3 separate regions of the Mus musculus genome follow, and regions 2 and 3 are each linked to region 1. Evidence: chromatin contacts called from public Hi-C and HiChIP or PLAC-seq data. All regions are on one chromosome and are shown on one strand. Each heading gives the region's core, a stretch centred on a gene start, on an enhancer-like site or on the middle of the called end of the contact. The rest is flanking DNA. Distances are from core to core; before and after follow the strand shown.

Region 1 (3,679 bases), core at 263-2,762:
TGAGAGACTGTTCATTCCTTCTTGGGTGATTCTGAAACCAGTTTTCTGTGATTTACTTTTGTCTTCTGTTGTTAGGCATTTCCTCTTGTCAGAGAAGAAACCTTAGACTTCCTACTCCCTGGATAAATCACCCTCAAATTGCCCCTGCCTCCTTCAATCACTAGTAAAAATGCAAAACTAACCAGATTCTTGGCTAGAATATAGTATTTTCCGTGCACTATCTAATCCAAACCTCCCAAGGCACAAGTTAAGAAACACACCCACGATTACACATGGAGGAATCCACAGATCAGCCTTAGATACCAAGGAGTCCAACTCCAAGATCATGGCCTTAACCACCTCACAGTCTCCCTGCCTGTCTGAATCCTTCTGTTATTCTGCAGGGAAAAGCCAAGCTCATTAGAGGCTCATGATCTCCCCCACCCCCACCCCACCCCCAATCTCTTCCTCCTGTAATACCAGCTTCGTGGAGACCTAGCAGATAGCATCCTCTGAGGATTATTTTTAAAAATGAATTCCTTTCTCAGCTCTCCTCCCTCCCAAGCCCCATATGATGAACAAAAGTTGCCAGGTTGCTGGCTCCACACATGGTATGTTATTCACGGGCTGCTCTGCTGCGATGAGCCAACTCATTAGTTTCAAAGCTGCAGATTAATCTTACATTTCTGTTTCCTGGAGGTGAAAGGTCATTTTTTATCTCCTTAGCTTTATCCACCACCCAGGAGGAAATTGGATCTTTAAGCATGAGGGACCTTTCTCCCCACGAAGCAGCTGTTCGAGCTTCTCTTCTATGTTTTGAGTGAAAAACGGATACAGAGAACTGGAATTGTGTGTGTGTGTGTGTTTAAACCAAACCAAACCAAACCCAAAAAAAAAAAAAAAAAAAAAAAAAAAAAAAAAAAAACAGAAGAGCATCTTTTAAAAGTAAGAGAAATCTTGTAAATTGTGGGGCAGGGGGAAAAAAAAAAAAAAAACAACGAGGAAGAGGCTAGTGCAAGTAGTGTTGAGAACGTTAGATACAAAACAAATGCTCCCCAGCAAGATGAAGTTGGTAAGATTTAGAAGGCGAAGGCCTCCCTCCCCTCCCCCAGCTCAGAGCTTTGCACTCGCCCTCTGATGCCGCCTAGTGGTGAAATCTAATATGGCACCAGCCCGAGAGAAGAGATGATTATTCAAGCACCACCTCCCAAAACACGGGTAGATTTGGGCCTGAGAGACAGCAGCTGGATGGTTAGCTTTAGAAATCATACTCGTACGATTGCTAACAAAAGGTAGACGCTTGTAAGGGGGCTCTGCTGCTGTGGAAGTGGTTCATGTCCATGAAACACTTCAAGCTTGGTCTCAGTTGCTTTCCAGACCGTTGAGGAGCCGGCCCTAGAGAACAGCACACGATTCCCAGGTTGTGCTGCCCCAGTTAGATCGCCATTTCTCCTGCGTAGCCATGGCTGAATCAGAGTTGCATTGAGGAGGGAAGAAAGCTGTATTGAACTCTGCTTGCTTGGGCTCACTGCAGCTATTGTCTGGCACTTAAGGCTGTAATCAGAGTGAACACACTGACCACTGTTTATTTTCCCCACCGGGCTTTCTCCCAACATTTTCTCCCATCTCCACAGGGAGATTTGGCATTTAAAGAGAGCGTGGGGGAGGGGAGAGTGTGGCAGAAAGGTTGGGTTCTTCCAGAGAATAAAGAAAGCAAAGGCTCTTTATAACTGGAGATGTTTCTATGTGGCGAATGCCCTAGAGGAAATACAACATGCACTGAAGCATTGACATGATACTGTCCCATGAGGCATCAAGTAACCTTCTTGCAACACAGCATCCACCAAAAATGCCCCATAATGAGGCTGAGATGTCTCAGTGGGTAAACCGCTTCCGGCACAAGCGTGAGGACTTGAGTTGAGATCCCCAACACCCATGTAGAAAGCCAGATGTGACAGCGCATGCTTATAATCCCAGCACCAGGGAGACTGAGATAAGAGGGTCCCGGGGCTTGCTGGCCCGCCAGGCTAACTGGATTGATGAGCTCCAGCTTCAGTGAGAGACCCTGCCTCAAAAACTAAGATAATGATGGAGGAGGATACCAGAAGTCAACCCCCAGTCTCCAGAAGTGCACCCCACCCACCCCACCCCACTCACAAATAAAATAATAATAATGCCCACCGTTATCTTAGAACTGAGTAAAGACACCAACTACTAAATCAAGCAAGGACAGAGAACGGGGATAGGAAAGTGGGATTTGGAGGAAGAAAGCAAGCACAGCACCTGCAGCTTTGGATCACTTAGTTCAGCACTATATTCAGAAGGGGCTTAATGACCACATGAAGCACGGGCACAGAGACATGTTTATCACCTGTCATGCCCCCAATTCAGGTCTGTTCTCCTTAAAGGACAATCATGGAGGGATATCAGTGTACTGGAGACTAGAGAGTCCTGTGTCCATGCAAATCTTGGGGCTGGCAAAGAAAGAATTGGGCTAATTGAGAGCCAACCATGGACTCAGCAGCTAGCCGATACTTTTCTCCTCTGGGTTGAGCTGTACTTCGAGGAAAGATGTTGCATTGCCAAGTGGAGGCCATTAGCGAGCCAAATCTACCTTGCAAGGGAGAGCAGTCAAGGCACAGACTTCCTGATTTTGATTACTGGAGTCAATACATGGTCTTGTGGTGATTAGCTCCTAGCTCTTATTTATACCCTCTCTAGCTACATGGAGATGAGAAACATCTGAGTCCTGGCTTAGTATAGGCTTACTATGGATTTAATATTCTACAATCCATTCTGGGGATGGTGAAGGAGAATAAGTCATTTTGTCTGCTCAGCATCCTTTATATTTCTTTCACTGCCAACACCATGATTTCTTCTTCACATTCAGCCCTATGGTTTTCTACAGGCTCCTTTCCTTTATTTACTATCCGGGTACTAGCATCTGGTTCATATCTGCCCAACTGAAACTGAACTATCCACAGGAAAGTCTCTTTTGACCATAGTTGTTAGCAGATGGAATGTGTGTTTATCAACTGTGATCTAATAATGACACTTAACATATCTTCTCATAATTCAGTGTCATAGGACAGTATTTGTTATCACATTCACATGTCTCCAGGTATCCAGAGCACCACTACTTCTGGATGTACACTTGTGGTTATGAGTGGTAGCTCTCTTCTCACAGTCTTTGCTTTCTACTGAACTAGCCAGCTAGGTGTGGTGTTTGCTCATGACAATTGCTAACATTCAAGCAAGCAACAGAAACAAAAGAAACCAGGAGATTTCTCTTGAGACTTAGGCTAAGACCTAGCGCCGTGTGATTTAGAACAATATTCCTTCAGTTTAACTAGATGATCGGGCTCCTTACAACATGGGTAAGATGCCACATGTACTCTCTGGTGAAAAGAAACTGCAAAGTCATAGGTAGCAAGCAAGCATTCAGGAAGGGTGACAGCTGAATTCAGTCATGCAGTCAACCAGCGCTAAGCTAGTTAGCTCTTTTACCACCTGATTAGGAAAGTACTCCAATAAAACCAACAGGAAAAACAAACAAAAAACAAACAACAACAAACTAACAAACAAACAGTAGCGGTAAGCAATATAGACAGAGGCCGGCCAATATTGTCTGGGTCTTTAAATTCTGCTGTGTCTTGACTTTGCAATTATAGTTGATAAGGTGACCTCAATTGGGTTTCTA
Region 2 (3,463 bases), core at 110-2,609, 330 kb before region 1:
CTATGGATCATTCGCCATGTGAAACAAGAGAACTGCAGGGAGATGGGGTAGCCAGGGCTACTTTAAAGAGCCTACTCAGTATTATGATGCCATATTACCTTTTAAAGGAAAATTGACAATATAATTTTTCACAATACAACCTCCTCACAAAAGATAATTTTGTGGCAGGATTTTGTCTTATGAGATTATATAGACCTTGCTAGCCTGGAGCATGCCATGTAAACCAAGCTGGCATTACACACAGAGATCCACCTATCTCTGCCCCCTGAATGCTGGGATTAAAGGTATGCACTACCTCATTCAGCCTGCGGCAGGGTTCTGAACCTCATCTCTATTGACATTTGGGGCTGGACAATTCTGGTGGGACTGTTCTGTGTACATATACTGCCTGGCATTGCTACAAAAATTAACTGGGATAATTATACAGTAGGCGTTAACATGGTGTCCCACTTAGAAGGCTTGCCAGCTGTTAGCTCCACTTATGACAGTAGATCTTGGTTGCCTTGGGGATGTACAGAGGCGACACTGTGGACAAGGGAGTGGGAGTGGAAAGATTCAGAAACTCAGGATGGGGATGTGAGAATCTTATGCTAAGTCGTTAAAAAAAGAGACTGTAAAGGTGGAGAAAGCAAGCTGAGAGCTCGCATGCACTGCTCTTTTCCTAATCATGGATACAATGTAATCAGTGCCTCAAACCCTTGCTGGTTTGTCCATTCCACTATGACAGGCTATACCTTGAGCCCAAATAAAGATTTCCTCCCTTAAGTCGCTTTGGTAAGGTTATTATTTTTTTTAATCATAGAAAGAAGAAACTAAGACAAGTGGAAGGATGCAGAACTTTAAGAGATGGATGAAAGCCTGTAACTATGGCAACCCTCATATACAGGGAAAATGTCAACTATTTAATCTTTCTTCTTAAAGACAAATAGATAGGTCCAAAGTGCTTGGAGCTGGCTGTCCATAGCCAATACTGGCTTGTTTGTGCAAGAGAAGAAGATAAATAGTGGGACTGGGTGAATCACACTTCTGTTTAGCTTGCTTTTAAAGCTTACTGTTCATCTAAAGGGAAGCTTTTGCTCTAGTTAGATTTATAAATCAGTTGTTTGACTAAGGTGGTACCTGGGATAAAATGAGAATAAACTGTGTATGAAATCCAGATCTAACCAGGGCAGAAGGCAGTCCTAAAAAAAGGTAAACTCCATCAATACAAATACCCACAGAAGGAGTTCATAGATAGTTTTTTTTTTTTTTAAATTCTTGTTTCCACTTTAAATAGCAACTTCTCCCTCACCCAGCATAAGTGCTATTTTTGATCACTGCTTCCGTATGGTCTTAAATATGCTTTCTCAGCCTTCCCTGCAAGTCCTCTGACTTTCCACGGTCCTGCACCTGACTAGAGAAAACAGGAGCAGGGTGGTGCTGCCAGAGGAGCAGCAGGAGGCTAGGTTTGAACCAGAGCTGAGGTTCACAGTTCCAAAGGAAGCTATCTCCTCCAAGGTTCCCTCAGCCCTGGGCTCCGCTGAGCTCCCGGGACTAGGCAAGTGCTCTCTTTGCACATGTTATCTGTGACCATGTTCTCCTCTCCTCTTCCCTTGCATTTCAGAGTGCTTGCCTGACCATTCTCTATGTAGCTGAACATAAACATTTTCTTCTCTAATCTGGCTCATTTCTTTCTTTGCACTTACCATAATCTGTTTCTCTCTCTGTTTGCACATCCCTCTTAGCTACCAAACCAATTCTCTGCTGCACTCTGCCTGAGAGCCACTCTGGTGGTTCCCTTTCTCTCTGACTCCCAGGTAAGTTTGATCAATGGGAGAGGATGAGAGACAGAAGACCAGAGGCCAAGGTTTTACTGGTCTGGCTCCTTCCTACTAGGCTACAGGTACTTTTCTTCTTGAGACTAGATTTGCAGTCCAGAGGCTGCATCTAGCTTTCCTTAATTACCTCCTGAGTGCAGCAGCTGTTTCCTGCTGGGGCCCTGACCCGAACACGGAGTATATCAGACTTATTCATCAGTGTGTAGTTGGCAACTAGCAGGGTGCCTGACACATGGTAGGCACTCAATAAATATTTGTTGAATAAATGAAAATATAACAATTCAACACCACGATTCCATAAGATACATTTTCATTCTCTCTAATTTTTCTCCTTCCAAACACATCTTGGACCAGATTTTGGTTTGAAAAACTGATAAAGCAGAGTTGATAAGGCTAGGTTAGTGAGCAGACCTGCCAGCAAGGCACACCAGAAAGCTGGTGCCTTAGAATAGATTTGAGGAGGGAGGGAAGATGCTGTGTTAGAGAATGTGGCATCTTAGGCCATTCCTGCAAATGAGATACACAATATTAGGGACTGGATTGAGAGCAAAGACTGTCTACAAATGAATGTTTCTGAATGGCCCCTGAGCTTAGCGGTGGACGACAATGGGGGTGGGGGGAGCTGAGATTCTTTGAGACCACAAAAGGGGTTAAAAATTCTTTCCCAGAAATTCTAGGGTTCAGAAGACAGCTGGGATAAAATATGCCCTCTTCCTTCACGTGCTCTATCGGATATAGCCAGATGGAAGTGTGTCACTCAGATGTCTAGCTACCAAATGATCCCTACAACAATCAGGTTCAGAGGACAGAAAAGATGGTGGAAGCTGCCTGCTTCTTGGGAAGTCCTAACTTCCGTGAAGAGAAAGAACATCAGACCCAGTGAAGTCCTGTTTTTCTCAGGAGCTGAGTGGCTCAGGGATAACGGGCGTTGTGTTACAGGGAGCTGGAGGGTAGCAGCAGCAGGACATGGTGCCCTTGTCTCCTTACAGATGGTGCAGCTATTGAAACAGACCCAATGCCTAGGGACACGATAGGTTCACTTCTATAGCTGAAAATGATCTCCAAGGGAAATGTCTATTGCTGTGTTGTCTCTATTGTCTTCCTGGTTTCCTACCCTTAAGCCAGGTCAGTTTATTATTCATGGATTTAAAGAACAAATTAAGTTCTCTAAGCTGTATCAAATGAGAATTTTCTGCAAAGTTAATTAATACTGGTGGTGGCAATGGTGGCAGTGGTAAGGAAACCAGAGCTCTGAGGCTATAGCCATTCTCACGGGGACGCTGGCGGGGTCAAGATTAGGCCTGGGTTCTGGTAGCCTCTTCTAGCTCAGGAAAGATAGGAAAGCAGGTCCAGTGAAAAGGGCTCACCTCTTGAGCTAAAGAGACTCCTAAAACCTCCAAACAGTAGGGCTGCCTGGTGTGAGAGTTCACACAGGTCTGGGCCACTGACATCTCCAGATGGGCAAACCTCACATGTACTCACTGACTCTGGCACTTGCCTTCTAGCCTTTCCTGTTAGAGTGGTTCTTAAGTGGCATTCAACTTCCATTCTCTTGTTAAACATACAAAGCAAGGTGGCAGGAGGTGGGCATACAGGGTGCCTAACAATAAAAGCCATAACAGCTCTTCAATATTGACATCGCCAGG
Region 3 (3,499 bases), core at 357-2,856, 480 kb before region 1:
AAATCTCCCCTCTCTTCGGCTTCAACGTCTTCCTCCTTCTCCTCCCTTTTGCCCGGATGCTGGCGTTTTGTGATCCAGGAATCTGGAGAAGTAAAAGGCAGTGTGGGAGAGCCTGGTCCCGTCATCAGGAACCCTTGCTTGCAGGCCATGGACCACTTCAGACTTCTACTTTGTCATAGCTCTTAGAGCAGCTCCTCCCTCCCATTGTCTGTTCTGCTTCCCAGCTCTTACAGACACCCCTCACACCAATGGTGAAGGGCACTGCTGCTGGCTTCCAGCCCCCAGCTCTCTTCTTTCTTGCTGGGTGACAATAAACCACTTCTTACTTGTATTCTCTGAATCTCAGTTTCCAGGACAAAATGGCAACATGTCCTTATAGACAGGGCCTTAGACACAAGTGCTTGGTAAACAATAATTAAAGCTGTTAGGGATAGGGACCATTGTGAAATTGTGACTACTGAAAATCTACCTTCTGATTATTTCTAACACTGTGGTCCCAAGGGCTGGTAACCTCCCCACCCTATGGAGAAACTGTCTAGAAGGTTATACGCTTCTTAAATCTGGAACAGGGGCACTGACTGGTGCTCCCCCAACCCTCTCCACATGGCTCCCTTCCCCCTATACTCACCTAAGGCAGCACCAAGGTCCCCTCGCACACGCTGGAGGTCTTTCCTCAAGAATCGACGTTCTGGCCGGACCTGGACTTTCTCCAGGCCTGGAAGGTCAGGAGTCACAGCACCTTCCTCCTGGGCTGCTTCCAGCAAGGCGCAGGATTTGGGGATACCAGTTAGCACGAAGATCAAAGCCAGAGCCATCATCAGCCAAGGTCCCTGCATCTTGGAGTCTAGGGTCAAAGGCAGTGGGTGTAAGGGTAAATGCACCGCCTGCTCTGAGGTTGTCCCCTTCCCTTCCCCAGAACAAGGTCATCTGCCACCTTGTGCCAGGTGCAGCTGAGCCTCTGGTAGCTTTCCTGGTATCAGGGTGCCAAGGTGCCTATCCAAACTAGGAGGCGATGGAAACCCCACTGTCTCCGCCATCCCTAACTGTCTCCCAAAGTTGGGGGAGTCAGCGCTGCATCTGACACCCCTACCCCGGTGTACCCATTAAGGTTGCAGTGCTGACAGGAGAAGCTAAAGTCATAGCGGCCAAAACTGTCTCCAAGGCTCCATCTACATTCTAACCCCAGCCCTTCACCGCAATCTCCTTACTCCAGAGCTGAAATTCTTGCTCACATACACGAACTCCCCATGTAACCCTTTGCTCCCTTGTCTAGGCTAGAAGAAGACTCTCACTGGACGCCCACATCCTAATTCCAAAGTGAAGGTTCTATTTCTAACGTTAGTGTACAAATTCGAACTCTAGGGTGGGTCCGACCGTCCTGGTGTGGACCTGCTGACCGACCTCTTCCACCCAGAACTCCCAGTGCCCTGGCCAGTGTGCTACAGGAAGGTGGCGAGGCAGGTGGAGGGGACACCTGTTTGGGATCCCAGGTCAGAGGCATTACCTGCAAGGTGGAGACTCTGCAGAGCTTTCCAAGATGCTGAGCCGAAGAGTGCAAACTGGCTGGGTAGAGTCTGCAAGGCTCCAGAATCCAGAGTCGACTGCGCGCTCCTCGGAGGGGCCGAGGCTTATATGCGCTCGAGACAGCGGCGCCTGTGAGGTCAGCGGGGAGGGGGCGCAGGCCGAATGCAGGGGCGCTGACGGCAGAGCCGGGGGACCCGCCCGCTTTCCGGAAACCTGGTGGGGGCCGAGCGAGCGAGGAGGCGCGGCTGGCGCAGGTTGGCGCCCTGCTCCGGAGGTCTATTGACTAAGAGAACATCTGACTAGGGAACAAAGGGAGGGAGAGACGTCCCGGGAATAGTTCGCGATGGAAAGGAGACAAGAGTGGGGACCAAGAGACAAATGCTCGCAGACATCCAGAGACAAGACAGATGCAGAGTGTGGGCAGCAAAAGAAAGAGCATCTAGTGGCACCTGTGCTTGATTGACTGTGTCACTGGCCGAATTCCCCTCTTCTAGTTTCCCCATCTGTGCAATGGGAGAGAAACCAGTTCCTCGATGATGGCTCTAAGGCTACAATGAATGATAGGGCTGTTTGGCTCAACTCCCACAAGGTCCTGAAAGTACATTTCTTTACATTTTCCTGTCACCTGCAGGAGAATCATGGTCCAAGGGGTGATAGTCAGTCCCACTTTACATATAGGAGAGCTCAGTAGAGGGAAAGCTGAAAGGCAAAGGCAAATAGATTTCAGCTAGAGTCCTTGCCTTAGATGAAGATGCTAAGGGTCTGGGGACACGTCTAACTCAGCTTCCTGACCGCCCCCCAGGCACCTCTGTGTTTCTGGGTCATAAGAGTATCATCAGACAGATGGGAAATCTAAGACCCCAGTTTGACCCCTGCTTCCCAGCCAGACTCCAGGGTTTGAAGAATTTGCCACCCAGCCTGTTGCCTCCTGGTTGGATATGACCACGGCTATTCTGATTCTGAGCAGTTGTGACCACCCTCAGAAGACCCTTGCCAGCTAAGGCCTGTTAACATGTCCTGACTAGGGGCAGGAGACTGCAGCTGTAAGTTGCCCCAGGGTACTTCCTAGTGACGTAGCTGCCTTTGAGTTACCCATGTAACGACAAGTCACCCATGTAACGCCAACAAACTCCTTGGTTCACCTAGCTAGACTTCCCCCACCCCTACCCCCATTGGTACCCTCTATATCTGGGGTGAAAGAATGTTTCTCTCACCCCAGAAAAGCTCATGTGACACTTGCGACCTGTTCCCTCATGCAAGTCACAGTGGACCCTTAGCCACAGACAGGAGAGGTTACCAGGGTGTTTCTCCCCACAAAAACAATTCCCTTGTACAGATTCTCAAGCCTGTGCCAAGAAAGCCACTCAAGGATATGCCAGGCAGTACGGCTTCTAGAAGCCACGATTGCAAGTGGTTAGGTACCTGTCTATCAGGAAGGGGCTGCTTAAATCAAGTGGGGTCTATCCAAGATGACTCTGGGGTCTAATATGGTGTCTAAGAGATGGAGGCAGGTCTGGAGAGATGGCTCAGCAGTTAAGAGCACTGACTGCTCTTCCGGAGTAACCACATGGTGGCTCACAACCATCTGTTATGGGATCCGATGCCCTCTTCTGGTGTGTTTGAAGACAGCTACAGTGTACTCACATACATAAAATAAATAAATCTTAAAGAAAAGAGAGAGAGAGAGAGAGAGAGAGAGAGAGAGATGGAGGCAGCAGTGTGTGTGTGTCTCTGTGTGTGTGTTGCATGGTAAGCTACACGACCCCTTAAGTGATCAAAGCAGAGAGGAAGAAAGTGTGTGCACAGGACAGACTGCCAGTGAACCACTAATTCTCTGACAAAGAGATGGACCAGAGGAAGGGAGGGAGGGTGGATTACATACCCTCAGCGGGATGCAGGAGGTTTGCTTTTGTTCACTGTTTTGACACACTGGGCTCTGCTGACCTTGGAGAGGCCACCGGTCTAAGCTTAGCCT

What was found. A called contact is a pair of places that touch in the nucleus more often than the background predicts. HiChIP or PLAC-seq counts read pairs in DNA pulled down with a chosen protein or histone mark.
Region 2: a contact with region 1 is called in a Hi-C map of cortical neurons, with 2.8 times the contacts expected there. The contact joins two enhancer-like sites. A contact is called at or near these places in 1 of 15 datasets of contacts at CTCF or cohesin (the NIH/3T3 cell line), 1 of 484 Hi-C or Micro-C datasets (cortical neurons) and 1 of 115 datasets of contacts at active chromatin or transcription factors (neural progenitor cells).
Region 3: an H3K27ac HiChIP or PLAC-seq map of embryonic stem cells shows a contact between it and region 1, with 4 times the contacts expected there. The contact joins the promoter of Trh here to the enhancer-like site in region 1. A contact is called at or near these places in 6 of 39 promoter capture datasets (the 3T3-L1 cell line, cranial neural crest, liver and 2 more), 4 of 115 datasets of contacts at active chromatin or transcription factors (embryonic basal ganglia, embryonic stem cells and stem cell-derived neural progenitor cells) and 1 of 9 other capture datasets (embryonic stem cells).

Annotation. Positions count from the first base shown.
Region 1 is chr6:92,727,194-92,730,872 of GRCm38.p6, forward strand. No RefSeq gene overlaps it. Among named protein-coding and RNA genes, the nearest start is that of Prickle2, 23 kb to the left of the region's middle. Within about 2 kb of position 1,513, at least 67 of the 459 cell types and tissues checked have an H3K27ac peak or open chromatin away from gene starts, as enhancers often do. A contact at or near this core is called in cortical neurons, embryonic stem cells and stem cell-derived neural progenitor cells, where this site is marked.
Region 2 is chr6:92,394,377-92,397,839 of GRCm38.p6, forward strand. All of the region lies in intron 8 of Prickle2 (prickle planar cell polarity protein 2), which reads right to left. Among named protein-coding and RNA genes, the nearest start is that of Gm38862, 8.4 kb to the right of the region's middle. Within about 2 kb of position 1,360, at least 22 of the 459 cell types and tissues checked have an H3K27ac peak or open chromatin away from gene starts, as enhancers often do. A contact at or near this core is called in cortical neurons, where this site is marked.
Region 3 is chr6:92,243,044-92,246,542 of GRCm38.p6, forward strand. Trh (thyrotropin releasing hormone) reads right to left here and starts at 1,607. Exons shown (of 3, transcript NM_009426.3): 1 at 1,505-1,607; 2 at 629-844; 3 at 1-82. The coding sequence starts at 836.